Linked DNA regions of Sus scrofa: all the other regions are linked to region 1. A link is a contact called in public Hi-C data. All regions are on one chromosome and are shown on one strand. Each heading gives the region's core, a stretch centred on a gene start, on an enhancer-like site or on the middle of the called end of the contact. The rest is flanking DNA. Distances are from core to core; before and after follow the strand shown. Region 1 holds the start of GMPPB (GDP-mannose pyrophosphorylase B). Region 2 holds the start of DALRD3 (DALR anticodon-binding domain-containing protein 3). Region 3 holds the start of QARS (glutamine--tRNA ligase).

The links. Hi-C and Micro-C count contacts between places; a contact is called where the count stands out from the background.
Region 2: a Hi-C map of liver shows a contact between it and region 1, with 5 times the contacts expected there. The contact joins the promoter of DALRD3 here to the promoter of GMPPB in region 1. A contact is called at or near these places in 1 of 5 promoter capture datasets (fetal liver), 1 of 47 Hi-C or Micro-C datasets (liver) and 1 of 2 datasets of contacts at active chromatin or transcription factors (alveolar macrophages).
Region 3: a contact with region 1 is called in a Hi-C map of liver, with 5 times the contacts expected there. The contact joins the promoter of QARS here to the promoter of GMPPB in region 1. A contact is called at or near these places in 1 of 5 promoter capture datasets (liver) and 1 of 47 Hi-C or Micro-C datasets (liver).

The regions. Positions count from the first base shown.
Region 1 is chr13:32,251,616-32,254,763 of Sscrofa11.1, reverse strand. GMPPB (GDP-mannose pyrophosphorylase B) reads left to right here and starts at 1,609. Exons shown (of 10, transcript NM_001244541.1): 1 at 1,609-1,734; 2 at 1,831-1,967; 3 at 2,093-2,173; 4 at 2,264-2,312; 5 at 2,451-2,593; 6 at 2,798-2,956; 7 at 3,043-3,121. The coding sequence starts at 1,839. It overlaps IP6K1 (inositol hexakisphosphate kinase 1), which reads left to right. Exons shown (of 5, transcript XM_021068778.1): 5 at 1-1,249.
Region 2 is chr13:31,654,712-31,657,859 of Sscrofa11.1, reverse strand. It overlaps DALRD3 (DALR anticodon-binding domain-containing protein 3), which reads left to right and starts at 1,554. Exons shown (of 14, transcript XM_021070653.1): 1 at 1,554-1,758; 2 at 2,471-2,544. The coding sequence starts at 2,490. It overlaps NDUFAF3 (NADH:ubiquinone oxidoreductase complex assembly factor 3), which reads right to left and starts at 919. Exons shown (of 5, transcript NM_001243606.1): 1 at 814-919; 2 at 534-726; 3 at 300-366; 4 at 105-205; 5 at 1-20. The coding sequence starts at 890. It overlaps MIR425 (microRNA 425), which reads left to right and starts at 2,787; the gene lies at 2,787-2,866. It overlaps MIR191 (microRNA 191), which reads left to right and starts at 2,297; the gene lies at 2,297-2,376.
Region 3 is chr13:31,721,785-31,724,932 of Sscrofa11.1, reverse strand. QARS (glutamine--tRNA ligase) reads left to right here and starts at 1,733. Exons shown (of 24, transcript XM_021070652.1): 1 at 1,733-1,890; 2 at 2,036-2,183; 3 at 2,554-2,663; 4 at 2,826-2,901; 5 at 3,132-3,148. The coding sequence starts at 1,774.

The DNA of each region.
Region 1 (3,148 bases), core at 360-2,859:
CTTAAATGGGCTCCTAGATGGGATCCCATCTCTCTCGGCCTTCTGATTCTGGTGCCATTGGTGGGCAGGTTCCCATTTCTTGGGGCTAGGAGGGGGCAGCTTGCCTGTTTCTGATTAGTAATGACCGTCTTTTCTCTTGTACTATTTTGTGGCTTCAGCCATAGGGGCAGTAGCTCTTCATTAGTGTGGATAGTCATTTCTTGGCAGGGCAGAGGCCAAGACAAAGGTTTGGGGGCCAGCTGGGACCCCCTTGTTGGAACCTCTCCAGCCTGGGGATGTGCTGTACCTCCTGAGTTCCTATATTTTGGGAGCAGATGCTGCCCCCATTCTGCTCTTCATCACGAGAGGCTGTACCCACTTATAGTCAGCGTTTTCCTGGCATTGAGAAGAGCAGGGCTGGGATCTGCTGCTTCTCCCGCAGGGCAGGGTCCCTCCTTCTTTCAGCACTTTTAAACACTTGGGAGACCCAGCCTTGTTATCTGTTGAGTGGTGGGCATGCGCATCTGCACATGCTGTTTGCCACTATTTTGCCCTGCTCCATGCCAGAGAGCCCTGTCCCTGCCAGGCCCTGTTTCCCCAGCCCCAACTTGGGACCAAAGTGCAAGACGGGATCACTGGTTGGGGCGCTCAAGCGACCCCTCTGTGTAGTGCTTCCCTGGGCCAAGTCGACACCAGCCCCCTAGCGGGGTGGGATGGGCGGTGCTTAAAAGAAAGGGGACCAGTGTAGCAACATGCTGGGGACCCCACCCCTCTCATGTCCGGTCCTGTGCAGTGGGCGTGGGGTTTCTCCTAAGGGGCCAAAGGCCTGAGCTAGTTATGTAGCTGCTGCTCACTTGCTCACGGCTGGCCATGTGCACACTCCTAGATGCAGAATGCTTTGAACTTTAGAGCTGTTCAATTTGGTCTTTGTGCAGATTTAATGTTTTAGTGGAAAAAATTTGGGAGAATCCTGGGAAGGTCCTGGTTCCTTTGCTTCTCCGGGAACTGTAAGGCCTGGCCTCGAGGACCACTCTCTGCTCCACTTTGCTGGAAGCTGCCTAAGCCTGTCCACGCTGCCCGAGCCCTGCACCCGGATACTACACTTGGCTCCGGCCGTGTCCGGGCGCGGTTGCTTTTTCTTGGGACCTTGAGCGCGGGAGAGGGGGTGCTCGAGCCTTGGGCCGAACCTGCCCCTTTCCGTACACCTAGCGCTGCCCGCCCCGCTTGTGTCTGAGGTCGTGTATGTCAAAATAAAGCCGCTAGAAACTGAGGCGTGTCCGTGTCTTTGAAAAAAAAACAAACCCAGAAACTCGGGGTGGACTGGCCTAGCCCAGCCCGGCCTCCTCGCGCCCTCGGCCCCGCCCCAGTTCCTCCGGCAGGGCGGGGCCGGAAGCGGCTGGGGTGCGGCTGACCTGGGCCCGAGAGGACGGAAGCCTCGCCTGCGGCGCGAGCTCCGCCTTTGGATCCGCCAATGGCAAGCCGACCCGCGGATCCGGTCCCGGTCGCCATGGCAGCCAGGCGCGCTCCGCTCTCATTGGCTGAGTCTGCCGGAATACCGCGTCGCGGCGACCCGACGCCGATGGCCGTGCCACGTATGCCGCAGCTGATTGGCCCGCCCGGGCTCCCGTCATACACTGGCGGACGCCAGCCAGAGTTGGCAGCTCGCTGCTCTCGCTTCGGCGTCGCGTACTAGCTTGCCGCTGACTTGGACTTAGCGTCGACGCGGACTGGGCGGACAAGGCAGAACAAGAGTTGGTCAGTCTGGAGCGTGAAGGGAGCGGGAGGGTGTCATAGGGGTCGGCTGGGCGGGCCGCGGACACCTCGGAGCCCGGGACTCACTCTGGCCTCCAGCAGGCGCAATGAAGGCACTGATCCTGGTGGGTGGCTACGGGACGCGCCTGCGGCCGCTGACGCTAAGCATACCGAAGCCGCTGGTGGATTTCTGCAATAAGCCCATTTTGCTGCATCAAGTGGAGGCGCTGGCCTCGGTAAGGCCCAGGGACGGGGTCTTGGTGGGATTTGGCAGGGTGAGGGACGGCCAGCGACAGGAGGGCAGGGATCCCTGTGCCTTCGGCTGAGCCCGCCTGAAGGCCGGCACTGTTCATTCCCACAGGCAGGCGTGGATCACGTGATTCTGGCCGTGAGCTATATGTCTCAGATGTTGGAGAAGGAAATGAAAGCACAGGAGCAAAGGGTGAGGCACGGATTCTTGGCTTTTTCCCTTGGTCCCCGCTCAGCTTCCCACCCTAGTAGGAGAAACCTAACGGGGCCTTCTTCCTTCCAGCTAGGAATCCGAATCTCCATGTCCCATGAAGAGGAGCCTTTGGGAACAGGTCAGTAGAGACAAGAAGGTTCCTTGGGGAGGGTTTAGGGCCAGGAGAGGGGCAAGACTCTGTCTGCATGGGGCTTGCTGAGCCTGGGTCCAGAGGCTCAGACCTGGAAGATGATGGTGACCTCTTGCTCTTCCCCAGCTGGACCCCTGGCACTGGCCCGTGACCTGCTCTCTGAGACTGCGGAGCCTTTTTTTGTTCTGAACAGTGATGTGATCTGCGATTTTCCCTTCCAAGCCATGGTGCAGTTCCACCGCCACCATGGCCAAGAGGGCTCCATTCTGGTAAGGAAACAGGTCTTTCTTCTCCGATAACCCACCCCACCCCAGCCTCTCTCACCTCCCAGCTTTGAATTGCCCCAATGTTTTGGGTGCAGAACCATGCAGTATGTGCCTTTATGCATCTGGGGGCACAATCCCAGATATAAGACACCATGTACCTCAAGACTCAGGAGCCCTGGACTAGGTCTGAGGTCCCCCTGCACTCAGGTGACCAAAGTGGAGGAGCCCTCTAAGTATGGTGTGGTGGTGTGTGAGGCTGATACAGGCCGTATTCACCGGTTCGTGGAGAAGCCACAGGTGTTTGTGTCCAACAAGATCAATGCAGGCATGTACATCCTGAGCCCTGCAGTGCTGCAGCGCATCCAGGTGTGTAGAAGCCTGCTGCTGGGTGGGCCGGGGTAGGGCAGGCCACCACTGCCATGACCCTGCTCATGAGCTGCCCACTCCCACAGCTGCAGCCCACGTCCATTGAGAAGGAGATCTTCCCGGTCATGGCCAAGGAGGGGCAGCTCTATGCCATGGAGTTGCAGGGTGAGGCAGAGAGGCCACAGGGTTGGG
Region 2 (3,148 bases), core at 305-2,804, 600 kb after region 1:
AAAGTGGCACAGGCATTGGGCTGCAAAGAGAAAGCCAGCATCAGCTGGGCTAGGGCCAAGGCCAGGCCTGGGCTCGCCTCAGCATTCCCGAGTACCAGACATACTGTGTCCTGCACTTCCACAGCGATGCCCCGCTGCCTCATGGCTCGCAGCACCTGGGGCTGCAGCCGCTCAGTCCGGTCTCCAGTGCCCACCACAACAATCTCTAGGGAAAGATGAGCATAGCAAGGCTGCAACGAGGTCTATCGAGAGGGTGGGTTTCCGGGGCTCATCACCTCAGCCTTCCCTTCCTCCAGTACCTATTCGGGGCTCCAGCATCCAAAAGAGAGAGAAGCTTCCTTCGGTGATGTCCTGGTGGGAACCTACCTGTGTGGGAAGGAGACAAGTTAATTACAAGTCTATGGAGGTTTCCCCACCGACCCTCTACCTGCTCCAAAGCGGGGCAAAAGAAAAGCCAAGTTTGCCAAGGACGGAGTCAGGAAGGCAGGCCTGACTCTGGTCCTCGGGTTTCCTTATTGCAGGGAAGGGCTCACGTTCCACTGCACCACCGAGTGCGGAAGCAGCGCGCAGGGCCCAAGCACGCGATTTCCATTGACCACGAAGCCGCGGCTGCTGTAGCTGTCGATGTACATCGCCTGCGGGGACTCGCGCTGCAGCAGAGATATTCGCGTCCGCTGATACAGCTCATCATCCGTCGGCGTGAGCCGATGCCCACGCCCTGGGGCCCTGCGGAGGGGTATGGTCGGGGTCTAAGGGGCTGGGAGTCGCTGGCTGTGGGGGGCAGGTGGTCAGGGACGGTGGGTCCGGCCTCACCAGGACAGCTGCGCGAGCGGCCAGCGAAGGATGTGTCGCGCTCGATACAAGCTCCGAAGCACGAACACCGCTGCCATGGCGGATCAGCGCACAGGGAGACCGGCGCAGGGTCAGCGGGGTCGTGGCGTCACCCAGCCCGGAGCAACGACAGCGCCCCCAGCGTCGCGGAGGGCACCGCGCAGCTCTGCCGGCCCCGGGCTGGAGACGGGAGGGAGCCGACCAGGGGCTTAGGTCCCAGCAGGGCGGGTCTCCCGGTGCGGCTCCAGTGTCTGCAGCTGCCGTCCGCCCCGCCCCAGGCCCCCGCAGGCCGTTCTGGGGGAGCCGGACACCTGGTGGCGTGACAGGCCTCAGCACAGTCTGAGCCCCAGCCGCGGCCGGGCCCCCGGCTCTTAGCCATTAAGCCGGGCTCTTGGGACCCGGGGAGGGGCGGCCTAGCACCTGTTCGAGTCCCGCACACCTGGCCAGGGCGTGGTGCCAGCCTCCAAATTTCTAATCCCGGCTTCGCGGAGTCGGATTCCGAGGGCGGTGCGGGCAGCTCAGGTTTCCCCCTCTCGCCCTCCGAGTTCAGCCCCTCCCAACCGTTCACCCGCGCGACCGTTGGCAACGCCGCGGCGTTTCACACCAGGCGTCGTTGCGCTTGGATTGGCTTCTCTGGAGGGCGAGGGGGCGTGGCTGAGTGGTTTCGCCTTAAAATGGCTCCAACTCTGCGGCTAGAACAAGCGGAAGAGGACGCGACGTCAGGCTGGTCGTTGCTGCTCCTGGGTCGGACCGGGCCGAAACGGACCAGACATTGAACTATACAGCGGCCGGAGTATCGCCCTATTCTTGTTCACCTCGCTCTGCGTCCAGAGAATCCCTCCCCCGCGTCTTGAGCCGAATCAGAAGGCCTACTGGTGCCAGAGTCGCTGGCGCCCGCGCAGGTTCCGACATCTCGGCGCGCCTACTGTATGGTGGCCTCCGGGGAAACATTGCTGCGTCTGCCGCCCGCGGGGCCAGGCTGGCGGGGGGGTTTCGAACAACCGAGGACGTTCTCAGTAGATCTCCGGGGGTCCCGTCGCTGCCTTGAGGGCTCATTGGGCTTCTCGCACTCCCGACACTGGCAGCGTCACCAGACAAAGGGCCCGGGTGCGGGGGTGTCCCAGGGGAGGGTTTACTTCCTCTCCGAGGCCCCACGGGCGCGCTTCCCTCTTGGCTGATCCTGAAGCCCGCCCCGCCACCGCCAGTGTAGTGGCCCTGACTGCATGGGACCAACAGGATTAATCCTACCCCGTGGATCTAATCCAGATTGGGACCCAGTCCCGGGGGGGGGGGTCCCCACCACACCTATTGTTTTGGGGCCCAGGTGAGCGAGCGGCTCGTTCCTACCGCACTTGATTTCACCACCTTCTCTTGGCTCCCTCTCCTGGGACTGGGAATGTAGGAAGTTTGATCTGGCACCAAGGCAAGAGATTACCCCTCTCAACCTCCCACTCCCCACGGCTGGACAGCGGGCAACGGAATCCCAAAAGCAGCTGTTGTCTCCAGAGCATTCCAGCTGCACTTGGATTTCGTTCCCTGCTCTCTTGCCTGAGCAGCGTTCTGGCCCAGATTCGGTGGGCTAGCCCCTGATCCCCAGACATACTTTATCGGGCCACTCTGATTTCTGTCCCTCTCTCAGGTGCGCCCTCAGGCTGGAAATGACAGGCGTAGACGTCGGGGAGCCCAGGCTGTGGCCATCTCTTGGATCCCAAGGTAGCACTGGCAAGGGAGGGAGGACACAGGGACTTCTGATTGGGCTGCAATGGTGGTCTGCAATGGTGGTGAGTCCCCCAGGGCCACCCCAGCCCACAGCTGACTAAAGATAGCCCTTCACTTCCTGGGGTAAAGCCACTGTAAGTGTCCTCATGCACCAAGAGTAGCTGAAGACCCCAGCTCAGCCTCTGGCCCCCAATCCTATTAGCAGCTGACCCTAGGTTGTGCACCTGCGGCATGGAAAGTGCTTTGGAATGACACGATCACTCCCGTTGAGTGGGCACCCAAGTAGCCATCGGGAATGTCGTGTCCGCCCAGTGCTCTTTCGGAGCCTCCCTGCAGGGCCTTGCAACCCTGGCCCAGAAAGGGACCTTGCCAAGCTTTTCCTGCTCCTAGAATCCTCTCTCTTCTGAGTTCTGGGCACTCTCACTTCTCCAGGGCAGAGATTATGGATGTTCTGCTGCATCAAGTTCAATCCCTAGTAAAAAAAAAAGAGAGAAAGAGGGGGATTTCCCTGGTGGCCCAGTGATTAAGGATTTGGTGTCATTACTGCTGTGGTTGGGGTTTAGTCCCTGGCCTGGGAATTTCCACATGCCAAGGTTGC
Region 3 (3,148 bases), core at 484-2,983, 530 kb after region 1:
GTTTAATGCCTGCTCCTGGCCTTGGCTGGGCTGGGCATCAGAAGGGGGCCAAGCGGGCATGGTGGAAGGGGGGCAAGACACAGGATTGGATCTGGATACTGATGCAGTATGTGGCCCTGGGCTGAACCTGGCATGTAGTCATTATGTGGAGCTCAAAAATAGATTTGCTCATTAGTGGAATATGGCCACAAATCAGGAAATATTATGGTCAGGATCATGCCCAGTACTTGAAGGTCCAGGAGTTTTAGGGTCACTGAGGCCTTTAGGAGCCTGTGTTTCCATCCCAAATTTGGGGAACTTACCATCCCACCATCAACAGCTCCAGTTCTATAAGAAAATAGATTGGGGACTTCTCATTGTGGCTCATTGGTAATGAGCCTGACTTATCCATGAGGATGTGGGTTTGACCCCCGGCCCAGCTCAGTTGGTTAAGGATCCAGCGTTACCATGGGCTGTGGTGTGGGTTGCAGATGCACCTACGATCCCAGGTGGCTGGGATCGTTGTGGCTGTGGCCGTGGCGTAGGCCAGCATCTACAGCTCTGATTCCACCCCTAGCCTGGGAAATTACATATGGCATGGGTGCAGCCCTAAAAAAAAAAAATAAAAACAAAAACACAGGTTGTACATTCAGTTTTAGCCTGATGATTCCCACCCAGCAGGCCCTTAAGGGCCAAAGAGAGACTAGGGAGATCCCCAAGCATATCATCATAACTATTCTACCTTCTCTGTCCCACACTATTGAATAAAATATCCTGTCAAGTACTTGCATATGGATTTTAAGGTCTAATCTGCTTGTGGTTTTCCTATATTTGCATGCTTCGGTAAGAAGAGTAAGTATGGGGGTTCCCATAGTGGCTCAGTGGTTAACGAACCCGACTAGCATTCATGAGGACATGGGCTCAAGCCCTGACCCAGCTCAGCGGGTTAAGGATCTGGCCTTGCTGTGAGCTGTGGTGTAGATTGCAGATGTGGCTCGGATCCCACGTTGCAGTGGCTTTGGCGTACACGCAGATACAGCTCCGATTTGACCCCTAGCCTGGGAACCTCCGTATGCCGCGGGTGCGATCCTAAAACAGACCAAAAAAAAAAAAAAAGTAAGTATGGCAGGAGATTTTAAGCCAAATCATCACAGAAGTCATGCAAGGTCCTTCCTGGCCCCAAACCTTCCCTTTCCTGGTTAGGGGTGTGTGTGTGTGGGTGTGTGTGTGTGTGTGTGCGTGCGCGCGTGCAGGTGGAGCTGGAAAAGTGCCAAGACTTTTGGGGCGCATCCATGTGCCATTTCAGACGTCTGTTCTGGAGTCTTGACCGGATTTCCCGGGCTTCATTTTGTTCAGCTGTTTCCGTGACAACTCCAAAGTGTGACGTCAGAAACACGACCTACATTGACATTTGTTTCCAAAAACAAAACTGGGATGGTCCCAAGTTTTCCGGGGCTGAAGGAGAAAAGATGAAGAGTAAAATTACCATGATTATGTCTGCCTCCTGCCCTGGTGCTGAACACCTTCGCTCCAGGTTTGGAACAAATCACCTCTAAAGTACCGCCGCTCACTATCCCTTTTAGAGACCTGAAGCACGAAGACGGAAGTAAAGCGGCGGGAGAGGCCGCCCTCTGCCCTTTAAATGTCACTGACGATCCTGGAGATCCCCGCCCCTTCCCTCCAAGGAAGGATACCATTGGCTTTCGCTGACGGCATCTCACTCCTATTGGTCAGTGAGCTAACTCCGGGGCAGATTGGCCCCAAAGTTTCTTTTTGGCTTCCGGCGTCCCAGCAATGGCGGCTCTAGACTCCTTGTCGCTCTTCACCGGCCTCGGCCTGAGCGAGCACAAAGCGCGAGAGACGCTCAAGAACACGGCTCTGAGCGCGCAGCTGCGCGAGGCGGCGACCCAGGTGCAAACCTACGTCCTTGGCCCCGGCTGCCGACTGTGCCCCAAGGCAACTCCGGGCCGGGTCCAGACCCCGACCCACCCATCTTGTCTCACTCTTGCTTTTCTTACTGGAAGTGAGGCTTATCTCCTGACCCCTCTGACCCTAGGCACAGCAGACTCTGGGCTCCACCATCGACAAAGCTACCGGGACCCTGCTCTATGGCTTGGCCTCGCGACTGCGGGATCCTCGTCGACTGTCTTTCCTCGTGAGCTACATAGCTAGTAGGAAGATCCATACTGAGACTCAGCTGAGCGGTGAGACCCTTGCCTGTCTTGCTTCCACCTCCAGCTCCTCCTCTCAGCCAAGATCCCTATCTAACCATTCTGACAAGACCCACAGTGTCACTCTAGATTACTAGTTCTGCATTCTTCTCTAAACTTAGGCCCTGGCACTGACGGAGAGGGCCACCTCTGGGTGAGACCCACTGGAGAACTGTGTAGGTCTGAGGGAGTTTCCCTCACAACACATGCTTCTTTCCTGTGGCCTTAGGGCTTCTCTAGTGAAGTGCAAGACTTACTTTTCCAGGAAGTCAAACTAATTGGGGTTTCATGGATAGGATTAGGGCCCTGTCTTCCTACTTCTTGGAGCTGAGATGCCACAAACTCCTTGGCTTTCCTTTTTCAGCTGCCCTTGAGTATGTGCGAAGTCATCCCCTGGACCCAATCAACACCATGGACTTTGAGCAGGAATGTGGTGTGGGCGTCATTGTGACTCCAGAGCAGATTGAGGAGGCTGTGAGTCTTTTCTTAGGTGTCAGCTGCCTCCTTAATTCTAAGGAGTGGCTTTCAGTACTTAATACTGGAAAGGAGTGGCCCTGCTTTACCAACCAGAAAGTCCCAGGGTGAGGGGATCAGTCCCTAGAGCATGTCTGAAGCTCATGGTTTGGCTTTCTGTAGGTGGAGGCTGCCATAAATCATCACCGATCCAAGCTCCTTGTAGAGCGTTACCACTTCAACATGGGGCTGCTGATGGGTGAGCAGGACCTGGGGCAGGGGACTACAGACTATGTTGTTATCACTGGTCATGCCTTCTCTTCTGGGCATGAGTGAGAGGGAGGTGGAAGGGAGAGTCGGAGCATCTTAAAAGAGGTCTGGCTGGGCCCAGGCTCTAGTTTCTGAGGTCAGCCAGGTCCTTTTCTTGAGAAACAGGGTGGGAAGTGTCCTCCTTTTCCTTTCAGCAGCTTCTTATGCCCATGTTTCTAGGAGAGGCTCGGGCTGCG